Linked DNA regions of Mus musculus: regions 1 and 2 are each linked to region 3. Evidence: chromatin contacts called from public HiChIP or PLAC-seq and Micro-C data. All regions are on one chromosome and are shown on one strand. The core of a region is the stretch at or near the end of the contact, and the rest is flanking DNA. Distances in the headings are between cores, read along the strand shown.

Region 1 (3,256 bases), core at 59-2,558, 640 kb after region 3:
AGGTCCCCGGACACATCCTGTGGTGATTTCCCCAGTTCCAGAATGTATAATTGGGATAGATATACTCAGAAATTGGCAGAATTCTCATATTGGTTCCCTGAACTGTAGAGTGAGGGCTATTATGGTTGGAAAGGCCAAATGGAAGCCTTTAGAGTTGCCTCTGCCAAAGAAAATAGTGAATCAAAAACAGTATCGTATTCCTGGAGGAATTGCAGAAATTACTGCCACTATCAAGGACTTGAAAGATGCAGGGGTGGTGGTTCCCACCACATCTCCGTTTAACTCTCCTATCTGGCCAGTGCAGAAAACAGATGGATCATGGAGAATGACAGTTGATTATCGAAAACTCTCTCTCTTCAGCAAACTTTCACTGGCATTAGACTTGTTGCTGGGTGCTGGAGGATGTCAGAAAAGTCATCTGAGAACAGTCAACATGTAGGGCAAATGTTCCTAGGACAGAGGGTACTGACTGGAATCCACAACCTCTCTGACCCTTATGGGGTCAAACTCAGAGCTCTTGCTGTGAGGATCGGTTTGTTTTTGTTTTTTGAGACAGGGTTTCTCCGTGTATGTAGCCCTGACTGTCCTGGAACTCACTTTGTAGACCAGGCTGGCCTCGAACTCAGAATCCACCTGCCTCTGCCTCCCAAGTGCTGGGATTAAAGGCGTGCGCCACCACGCCTGGCTGAGGAGAGGCTTGGATACACACTTCTGTCACTTGAGCCAGGCTCGAGGCTTCAACCTTTAATGGTTTGAAGGGAACCAGGAGCGGGACCCCTTTGTTTCCTTTGGGTCTTTTAGGATTCAGTTGACAGGAGAGACAGTAGGGACTTGATCCTTAGGTTAGTTTACCAGGTCGCTGCCAGGTGGACTGGTTCTGCCAAGGCCTCACCTAGCCTCATTCCCTGCCTCTGAAGAGGCCTCGGTGTTTGTTAATCCACTGTCATCCGGCGGGCCCTTCCTGTCTGTGGAGCTTTATCAGAGCACACACAGACATCTCAGTCCTGACTCCACCCTGATTGACAGCCCAGTCTCCCAAACTGCCTACTGATCTTCTCGCCTGAAGCGCACCTAGACCGTGTCCGTTCGCAGTCAGTTTGTGGGTCTGACCGTCTCAGTGGGAGAACTAGCGTTCCTGTGAGCAGGTGCACCAGCCCGCCGTCCCGGACGCAGCCAAAGCGACCCCTAATCCCACTGTGACACCGCCTTCAGCCGGAGGCCGGAGTCTACCCTTCTCTCCGCCTCCCAGGGCCCCGCCCTTCTCCGGGCCTGCCCCTTGCTTAAGATTGACCAATAACAGAGAGTAGTGCTGGACGGCGGTAGGGCGTTCAGACCAATGGGGCTGTGCATTGTTGGGCCGCAGCGCCGCAGGCCGCACCCAGCTTGGCGGCGGGGGCGAGTAGAGGGGTGAGGGTTGAGGGCGGGAGAGGACGAGGGCTGCTGCAGGCGGCGGGGGGTGCGCGGCAGCCAGGGGGCGGAGCCCAGCGCGAGCCGCAGGCGAGGCGGCGGCCGCACTCGGACCCGGGAAGCCGTGCTCTCTCCCCGATTCTCCGCGGAGGTGAGGCCCGGGAGCGCGGCGAGGTCTCCGGGGCCCCCAGCGGGCGTAGGGCAGGGGCGGCGGTGCTGGGCGGGCAGGGCAGGGCTGGGCAGGGCCCGGGGCCTCTGGGGCGCCTCTGGTGCGCTGAGGAGGGCGCGGCTAGGTCGCTGCGGCGCGGGGTGCCCGGGGTCTAGGTGCTTGCCTCCGAGTGCGGGGGCGAGGACACTGCATCGTCGCTTCCCAGGATGGCCCGGACGGACGCGGGGTTCTCTGTGGAAGCGGCTTGCTCGGCTCTGAGCTTCCTGGTGGGCCTCGGGGTCCTCCCGGGTCAGCATTGTGCTAATGGTGGCTCCAAATGCTGGTCACTGCAGAGATTGTGGAAAGGTGCATCTGGGTTCCGCTTGTCGGCTCTTTTAAAAACTGACACCTTCTGCCCCAAGAGAAAAAAGCCAGCTCTGTCCACGGATGGTAGTAATGAGGTGGTCGTGGAACTTCCTGGAGATGGGGCTTGCCTTTCCTCTCTGTTTTATCGTTCAGACCTCTTCCTAAAAACACTTCGTTTTTATAATTCAGTTCCTGGTTCAAGGTATTTGGTAGATGAGTTGTGTTTGTTTTATGCACACCCATCTTAAAAATAAATATTTTGGTTCACCTGAAACTGCTGTTGTTTTGACCATGATTTTAGGCCTAACGTTGTTAAACTCCCAAAGACCAAGAACAAAGCTAAAATCTGTCTATGCATAACTGCTCAAGAATTTCAGAGAGATTGTGTGTTTGTCAAAAGTGGGTTGAAATCTCAGTCGGGATAGGAACTAGATTGCTAAGGGATCCGCTATGTCTCCTTTGCAAGCAAGCTGGGAGTCGTGGGTGGACTCAACAGGCTCCAGAGAGGAAGGAGGTTGCAGGTCGGAGGTGAGTTTTATGCGGGTGGGATTCTAAAAATCGCAGTCTTTAATTAAAGCCAGTGACGTAGGGATCACATTTTAATTCTAAAACTTTGCTATGCTTCGTCAATTCGCAGCCCAGAATGGTCTGGAACTGAAAATTTCTGCCTCTGCCCCTAGTTCTAGGATTACCTTGAGGTTGACACCACACCCTGATAGTAAAGTTGTTTTTTGAGGAAGTATGAATGGTGTTGACCTTCAGAACAGCTTTTCAGGGTTTAGATGTGGTTTCGCAGAGGTGCAGGTCGGTGTGGTTAGTTTACTCATGTGTGTGTAGGTTAGTGAGAGTCAGCAAATGAAGCGACTAGGAATTCTAATCATTCTGCAAACTGGGATAGTGTCCTTTCTAAGATCTGTTTTACATAAACCATTCAGGTTTTCACTTAACTCTTGGTATTATCTGATACTATTGTTTTTGTTGCTTTGCTACACACACACACACACACCATTCATTTCATGTAATCATGTTGAGTCAGGACATTAAATACTGAAATGCTTCAGACAATACTGTGCTGGCTAGGGTTTAAAGTTAACTTGACACAGGCGAGAGTAATTTGAGAAGGAACCTCACCTGAGAAAATGTCCCTACCAGATTGGCTAGGGGGCAAGTCTGTTGTGCACGGTTTTTGATAGATGATTGACGTGGGAGCTCAATGTGTAGGTGGTGCCCTTGCTGGGCAGGTGGTCTGGGTGCTACAGGAGAGCAGGCTGAGCAAGCCATTAGAGCAGGCCAGTAAGCAGCCCTCCTCCATGGCCTCTGCAGCAGTCAGCTCTT
Region 2 (3,274 bases), core at 626-3,125, 660 kb before region 3:
CCACAGCTGTCACCCCATGTTGCAGATGAAACAGAGAGAACACACATATGAGCCCAGCCCATATTCACATCCTGCTATCATTCTTCCAGAGATCATGCTCCCCCGGGGTCTCAAAGATGTTAGTCCAACTCTATAATGGAGCCCCGATGTCCTGCATGCCAATCACACTGGGGTAAGCATCCTGTGTATCCCTGTTTATATTGGACACGTGCTCTGAATCTGGAAGTGACAAAGCAAAACACAGTAAGGGAACATACTACCCGGGGAATAAAACTGCTAGGTATCATCTTGCTGACACCCTGGCTCACTGGGTTCACTTTCCTAAATACTGGACAGCTAAACTCCTTCCCTTTTCCTTCCTACAAGGCAAATTTGTCCTAATCAATCAAAAGCTCAACACGACAAGGGACATAACCCTGGGCCAGGAAAGGTTTGACAGGCAAGGCTGTCCTGCTGATTTCTGGAAGGCAATGGGCTGGGCCTGCCCTCCCTACCCCATGGGAAATTTGGACTATAACCCTGCTGGTTTGGGTGCAGAGCCTCTTCCTACAAAAGTGTGTGTGTGTGTGTGTGTGTGTGTGTGTGTATACACATGAGCCTCCAGGGAGTTCAGCTCTGAAGAGGTGCAGTGTAGGGGAGGAGTACCCACCACCAGTCCAGGATGAAGGCAGGCCTGGAGGGCCTTACCCCGCCACACCCTGAAACAAACTGACAGGATCTGCAAAATGGCCTTGTGTGATAAGAGGTATAGTGGGCCATCACAGGGCGCCTCCCTTTTTCCCTCCTGCCTACAGTTCCTTATTTCCTGCTGGCAGCACACGCTGCGAGGATTCATCCCCTGCCAGCTTTCAGGCTATAAGGAAGAAGGCAGTGCCCTTGTGAGAACAGAGCTGGGGGTCAAGCCGTGTGGTCATTAAAGTGGAAGCGCCAAAGAGAGGGACACTGTAGGGCACTTGGACGGTGGGCAAAAGGCTCCTCCCTAATCCGAAACCTCTCGGCTGCCCCGCCCGAAGGTGGGGTCGTCTTCGCTGCGCGTGCGCCAGGCTACGCGGCCAGGGAACGCAGCCAAGGAAGGACTGCCCTCCACAGGCAGGACCCCTGTGGCTTAAGGACTTTCATAAATGAATAAAAAAAAACGTAAGTGGTCCAAATCCAGGTGCCAAGCTGAGCATCACTAAGTCGACCAGAGGGGTGATAGGCATGTAGGCCACCCATGTTCCCTCAGCGCCACCTCTAGAGACTACCCGCTCCCGGATCTGCCGACCCGAGGCCCATGCGGAATCCGCAGGCTCGTCACTCCGGGAACACCTAGGTCCCGGCTGGGTGTCCACGAGAAGGATCCTCGCGGGACCCCGGGCCAGGAAGACAGGCCCGGCTCGGTCACAGTCTGGGTCGCACCACCACAGGCCCCTTTGTCACCTGCGCGGGTCGCGAGCGGGCATCGGAAAATAGGGACGCGCACGCGCGTGCAGCAGTTCGCGCATGCGCATCACCCGTTGGCCTCCTGGGTTTCTCCCCCCCAACCAGGCGCGCGCGCAGCGAGCGCGCACGCGCACTCGCACACAAAGCCAGCGCCGCGCGCGCCCGGCCGCCCCGCCCCCGCCCCTCCACCCCCCGCCCGCAGCCGGAAATGCGCGCGCGCGGCCTTACCCAGCGGCAGGCCCTTGTTGAGCAAGTGGGAGCTGCCCATTGAAAGGTGCGGGTGGCCGCGGGCCCCGATGAGTCCGGCGCTCTCCGCCGCCGCGAGCCCTGCGCCTGGGGCGGCTTCGGCGCAGTCTGCTACTCCGCCCGGCCGCCTGCGCCCGGCCACCGCCGTGCCGAGCCGCCACCGCGCCGCCAGCCGCGCTCCGACCGACGAGCGGGCGGGGACACGCGGCGCGCGCGCGCGGGCGTGGCCTCGGTTGGTCTGCTGTTTGCAGGCAAGGCGGCGCGCTGGACGTACGCGGGCGGCTCAGGGGCCCAGCTGCCCGCCGGCCCGACGCTCGGCCCCCACCCCCAGCGCCCCTCCCAGGCTGGATTCCCTTCCTGGACACGCCCCCAGCTGTACCCGCCCCCGGCCTCCCCTCCCCTGCGCGTACCCCGGACTGCGCCCCTGCCACTCCTTGGCGCGGTGACCTGGGCCGGAGCCTGAGTGGTGAAGCAGCCCATCCGCGTGGGGCGCTACCAGTCTAGTCGCCGGGGCCTCAAGAGGACAGCGAGAGCGGTTCACTCGGCCCCTTGTGCGCTAGAGCTGGGGCCGCGGACCCAGGACCCAGGAGCTGGACAGCGCCCCAGCCAGGGAAAGTGATCTGTGCGCAGGGACAGATGCCCGCTGGCCACCCCAGAGTAAGCGACTGACTGTTGGTGGGACTGTCAGACAGGCGTAGCGAGGGATACCGCTTAGCTGTTAAAAAAAATAAAAATAAAAAAAAATAAAATAAAATAAAATAATAATAATAATTAATAATAATAATAATAATAACATCACGGGAACAGTCCAAACTGAAGGATGCTGAAGGCCATATGGTTACGAGTTTTGAAAATCAAATCTTTGAGAAAGGTGGGCAGTATCAATGAGGGATGACAAGGGCCTGGGCATCTGTTTACAGAAAAAATGCTTTGAAAATACCTTCCAATTCCATCTATTGGCAGACATGGATGGAGAAAAAGATCTAACAGGTGGAGTCTCAAACCTGCTACAGTATTTCCTAAATAGACTGAGGGCTAGGGGGGAAAGCCAGCAGATGTACACTTTCCCTTAATCCCCACCCCTATCCTGGACTGTCTCTCCTGGTCTGTTCCAGTTTTCTCGAGCTGCAGGTGACTCCCTACAGATCCATCCAAAGGGCTCCTCCCAGTTGTTCCATCCTAACATAGCAACTCCATGGCAGAGTGACACCTCCTATTCCTTCTCAGGCTGCCCAAATTCCCACTTTTTCTTGCACATTGTGACTAGGACCACCACATCACTCCATCCTTGTGAGGGATTATATCAGGGCTTGTATAAAAACCCTTAGGGCTCAAAAGATGGCCTAATAGGCCATCACTTGAAAGAGGCACATTGGACTTGCAAACTTTATATGCCCCAGTACAGGGGAACGCCAGGGCCAAAAAGGGGGAGTGGGTGGGTAGGAGAGTGGGGGGGGTGTGGGTATTGGGGACTTTTGGTATAGCATTGGAAATGTAAATGTGCTAAATACCTAATAAAAAAATGGAAAAAAAAAAAAGAAAAAAAAAACCCTTAGGGCCTCCCAGGAAACCTCGGAAACCTCCCAGGAAGCCTCGGAAACCCAGG
Region 3 (3,389 bases), core at 71-2,570:
GTCCAGGTGTTTACCAACAGAAGACACACCCACACCACACGGAAAATGAATATAACGTGGAAACCTGTTGCCGTATTAAATTCAAATGAGGCAAACCCCAAATACTCGTGTGTGCTAGGAATGCACACACGATTGATAACCCTGCCAAAATAAAACCAAAAAAAAAAAAAAAAAGCCTCCTGCAGGAAAGAGGAATGGAGGTGCTTTGGAGGGACCAGCCTTGTTTTCATGTGTGGAGATAACAGGAGTCATTTAGCTAGCTCTCAGTATTTTTTAAACCGAATAAATATGCAGTTTTGTGTATATGGTATAGTGCAGCAATAAAAATTAATGATATAAAAATAATACAATAACTGGAAATGTTTAAAAACTAAGGTAACTCGGTGTTTTTAGCTGCTATCAGATGTAGTGGCCCAGACCTCCAGAGATTGAGACTGGAGGATACCAAGTATGAGATCAACCTGGGCTACACAGTGAAACTATACATATATTATTTGCGTATGTATTTGCAAAGCATAGTATAAGTTAGAGAGATGCAATGTGGAACAAGAGTACACTGAAAAGAAGCCACAGAATAGCCGGGCGTGGTGGCGCACGCCTTTAATCCCAGGAGGCAGAGGCAGGCGGATTTCTGAGTTCAAGGCCAGCCTGGTCTACAATGTGAGTTCCAGGACAGCCAGAGCTATACAGAGAAACCCTGTCTCAAAAAACAAAAACAAAACAAAACGCCACAGAATAGAGATGAACGCAAGCCGACTGATATTTGGTAAGGCAAAAGCAACAAAATTAAGGTCAGCAGTCACATGGAAAGTTGCACTAACAGCCCCGAACCAAGAGTAGCTTCGGAGCTGAAGCATCCAGCACTGCGGAAGGGGCGGGCCTGGCTGTTGTGGCCATGGCCCCACGACCCCCGAACGCGACAGCGCCCAGCGGCTGGAAGTACTAAGGTGTAGGGGCTAACGGCGCCAAAACGGAGCTGCGCGCGGCCGGCGGGAGAAGGGCAAGGTGCGGCGCCGGAGCCGGCGGGAGGCAGGAGCGGTGCTCCGGCCGGAGAGAGGCTGGCCCGCGTCCTCACCTCGTCCACGGTGCGGCGCGGGAGATGCAGCGTCCCGAGCAGTAGCTTGAGCTTCACGGCCGAGGAGAGGCGGTGGAAGCAGAGGCGGATGTTATCGATGACCGCGGCGGTGAGCAGGGACGCGATGCTGGGTGGCGCCCACAGCTCGTCCGTGGCGCCCAGCTTGTTGTGCAGCCACAGGCCGGTGTCACTCTCCCTCATGGAAGCCATCTTGGCGGCGGCAGCGCGCGTCGGCCGGCATCTTACGCGGACGCCTACGTGTCCCCGGCGAGGACCCCCAACATGGCGGCACCCGTTGGCGCGGGGCGGGGTCTCGAGTGCAACTGCAAATGGCCCCGCCTTCTGGAGGCTTCGAGCCGAGGCGCAAGAACAGGGAGTGGGCGGTGAGTCTCCGCGAAAAGAACTCTGGGTTTCCGTAACGCATGATGGCGGCACCTACTAGGGCGCCGGGCAATGCCGTAGCCATTTGAGTCGCATCCGTGTGTCGTCGAGATGTTCCGCTCAGAGTACCGCAGTGAGGCGCAACAGTTTGGTTTCCCGGTGTGCGGCTCATTGGAAGGAGTCCGGAGAGCGCGCTGGGCTCGTTCTCCACAGACAGTCTTGAATGGCCCTTGCCCGTCCTGCATACAGTGCTGCCTCAGGTCCGCATACAGGTCCGTTCCGTGTCGGGGATGTCACTAGGCCATTTCCCATGGTTATGTGGTCGCGATGGCTGTGGTTAATCATCAGGGCAATTGCAAAGTAGTTCAGAGTACGGTCTTTCAAAGGCTGATCCTCCACAGCTGCTGAGAAGCCTAAATTCACCCTGTAGTGTCTCTCTTTATCAGAACTTGACAGTGTAGTTCTGTCCATCCTTCGAACTCACTCTGTAGACCAAGCTGGCCTCAAATTCCGAGATCCACTTACCTCTGCCTCCCAAGTACTGGGATTAAAGCCCTAGGCCACTCACAAGGCAGTGTCAGCAAAAGTGGCAGTAGGGCACGACTCTGGTCACAGATATTTAGGAGATTGAAAAGGATCGGTTGGGCCGAGGAGGTAGAGGCCATCCTGTGCAAAATAGTGAAACGAATCTCTTAAAACACTAAGTATCCTGGGAGTGGTGGTTCATGTCTGTAATTCCTGGAATTTGAGCTCAGATAGGAGGGTTTGAGTCCATTTTGAGCCACAGAATGAAAATATATAACTAAATGTAAATTGTTTTCTCCTAATTGAAATATTTCATGAAGAGGGGAGAGCAGCTCTTAAGACTTAGCATGGTAATTAAATGTACAAGCCTGAGGAAACTTGGAAAGGCATAAGACTCACTAGGCCACTTCCCATGGTTATATTAACAACTATTGACAGAAGAGACTGTGGAATTGCCTGATTCAAGGGACTGGGAGCCTCAGGTATCCAGCATTTGGTGACAGCTGTAGTGGAGTGGTCTTTCCTGACACTTTAAGTTACTCAGACTTGCCTGGTGGTGGTGGCACACACCTTTAATCCCAGCACTTGGGATGAAGAGGTAGGTGGATTTCTGAGTTCGAGGCCAGCCGGGTCTACAGAGTGAATTCCAGGACATCCAGGGCTACACAGAGAAACCCTGTCTTGGAAAAAAAAAATGTTGCTCATCCTTGAAGTAGGTTTTTGCTACTTTGTGGGTTCTTTTTCCCACCCTTCATCCTCCCATCCATTTCACCCTCTATCATTAGATAGAGAAGGAAGGATAGAGGAGGAGGAGAGAGAGAGAGATCCCTGAATCTAGTTTCTTCTTTGAGCACCGCTACTAACAAACCACAATCCCCTCCCCCTGCTCCCAATGGCTAACAATCACCAACTCCACTTATCAGGGCTCTAGCATTTATATACCCTCTGAAAAATTCCCAGAATTTCAAATGCCACACAAACACAGAAACTATCTGCAGCTGGCAAAACCATGGCTCTGCTAATCAGTCAGCTGCTACAAAGCAGCCCCATATCCCCACACTTAATATTAAGACAAAAACATAATATTTCTGTGTTTTTTAAAGAAAGCAAAATATCAGAATTCTGAAAATTGCCACTACACATAATTGCCAGGTGTGGTGGTACACATCTTTAATCCTAGCACTCAGGAGGCAGAGTCAGTAAGGTTTGAGGCAAGACAGGTCTACAGAAAAAGTCCCAGGACAGCCAAGGCTACATGAAGGAAGCCTGTCTACAAAAATGAAGTGGAAACTTGAGGGTTCTTTGGAAATTCAGTTATGCTGGATGGTGTTTTGCTGGGGTATACATCTGAAGGAGTGTTTTCCTGAAGTGGACACGGGTGAAAGATTAAGGCAGACTCATGAAGGAA

The links. A called contact is a pair of places that touch in the nucleus more often than the background predicts. HiChIP or PLAC-seq counts read pairs in DNA pulled down with a chosen protein or histone mark.
Region 1: a contact with region 3 is called in an H3K27ac HiChIP or PLAC-seq map of microglia, with 6 times the contacts expected there. The contact joins the promoter of Add1 here to the promoter of Nelfa in region 3. A contact is called at or near these places in 2 of 115 datasets of contacts at active chromatin or transcription factors (astrocytes and microglia).
Region 2: a contact with region 3 is called in a Micro-C map of embryonic stem cells, with 5 times the contacts expected there. The contact joins the promoter of Ctbp1 here to the promoter of Nelfa in region 3. A contact is called at or near these places in 1 of 39 promoter capture datasets (liver) and 2 of 484 Hi-C or Micro-C datasets (CD4 T cells and embryonic stem cells).

The regions. Positions count from the first base shown.
Region 1 is chr5:34,572,356-34,575,611 of GRCm38.p6, forward strand. It overlaps Add1 (adducin 1 (alpha)), which reads left to right and starts at 1,309. Exons shown (of 16, transcript NM_001331082.1): 1 at 1,309-1,558. It overlaps Mir7036b (microRNA 7036b), which reads left to right and starts at 1,796; the gene lies at 1,796-1,858.
Region 2 is chr5:33,273,129-33,276,402 of GRCm38.p6, forward strand. It overlaps Ctbp1 (C-terminal binding protein 1), which reads right to left and starts at 1,876. Exons shown (of 10, transcript NM_001198861.1): 1 at 1,651-1,876.
Region 3 is chr5:33,934,951-33,938,339 of GRCm38.p6, forward strand. Nelfa (negative elongation factor complex member A, Whsc2) reads right to left here and starts at 1,321. Exons shown (of 11, transcript NM_011914.3): 1 at 1,076-1,321. The coding sequence starts at 1,285.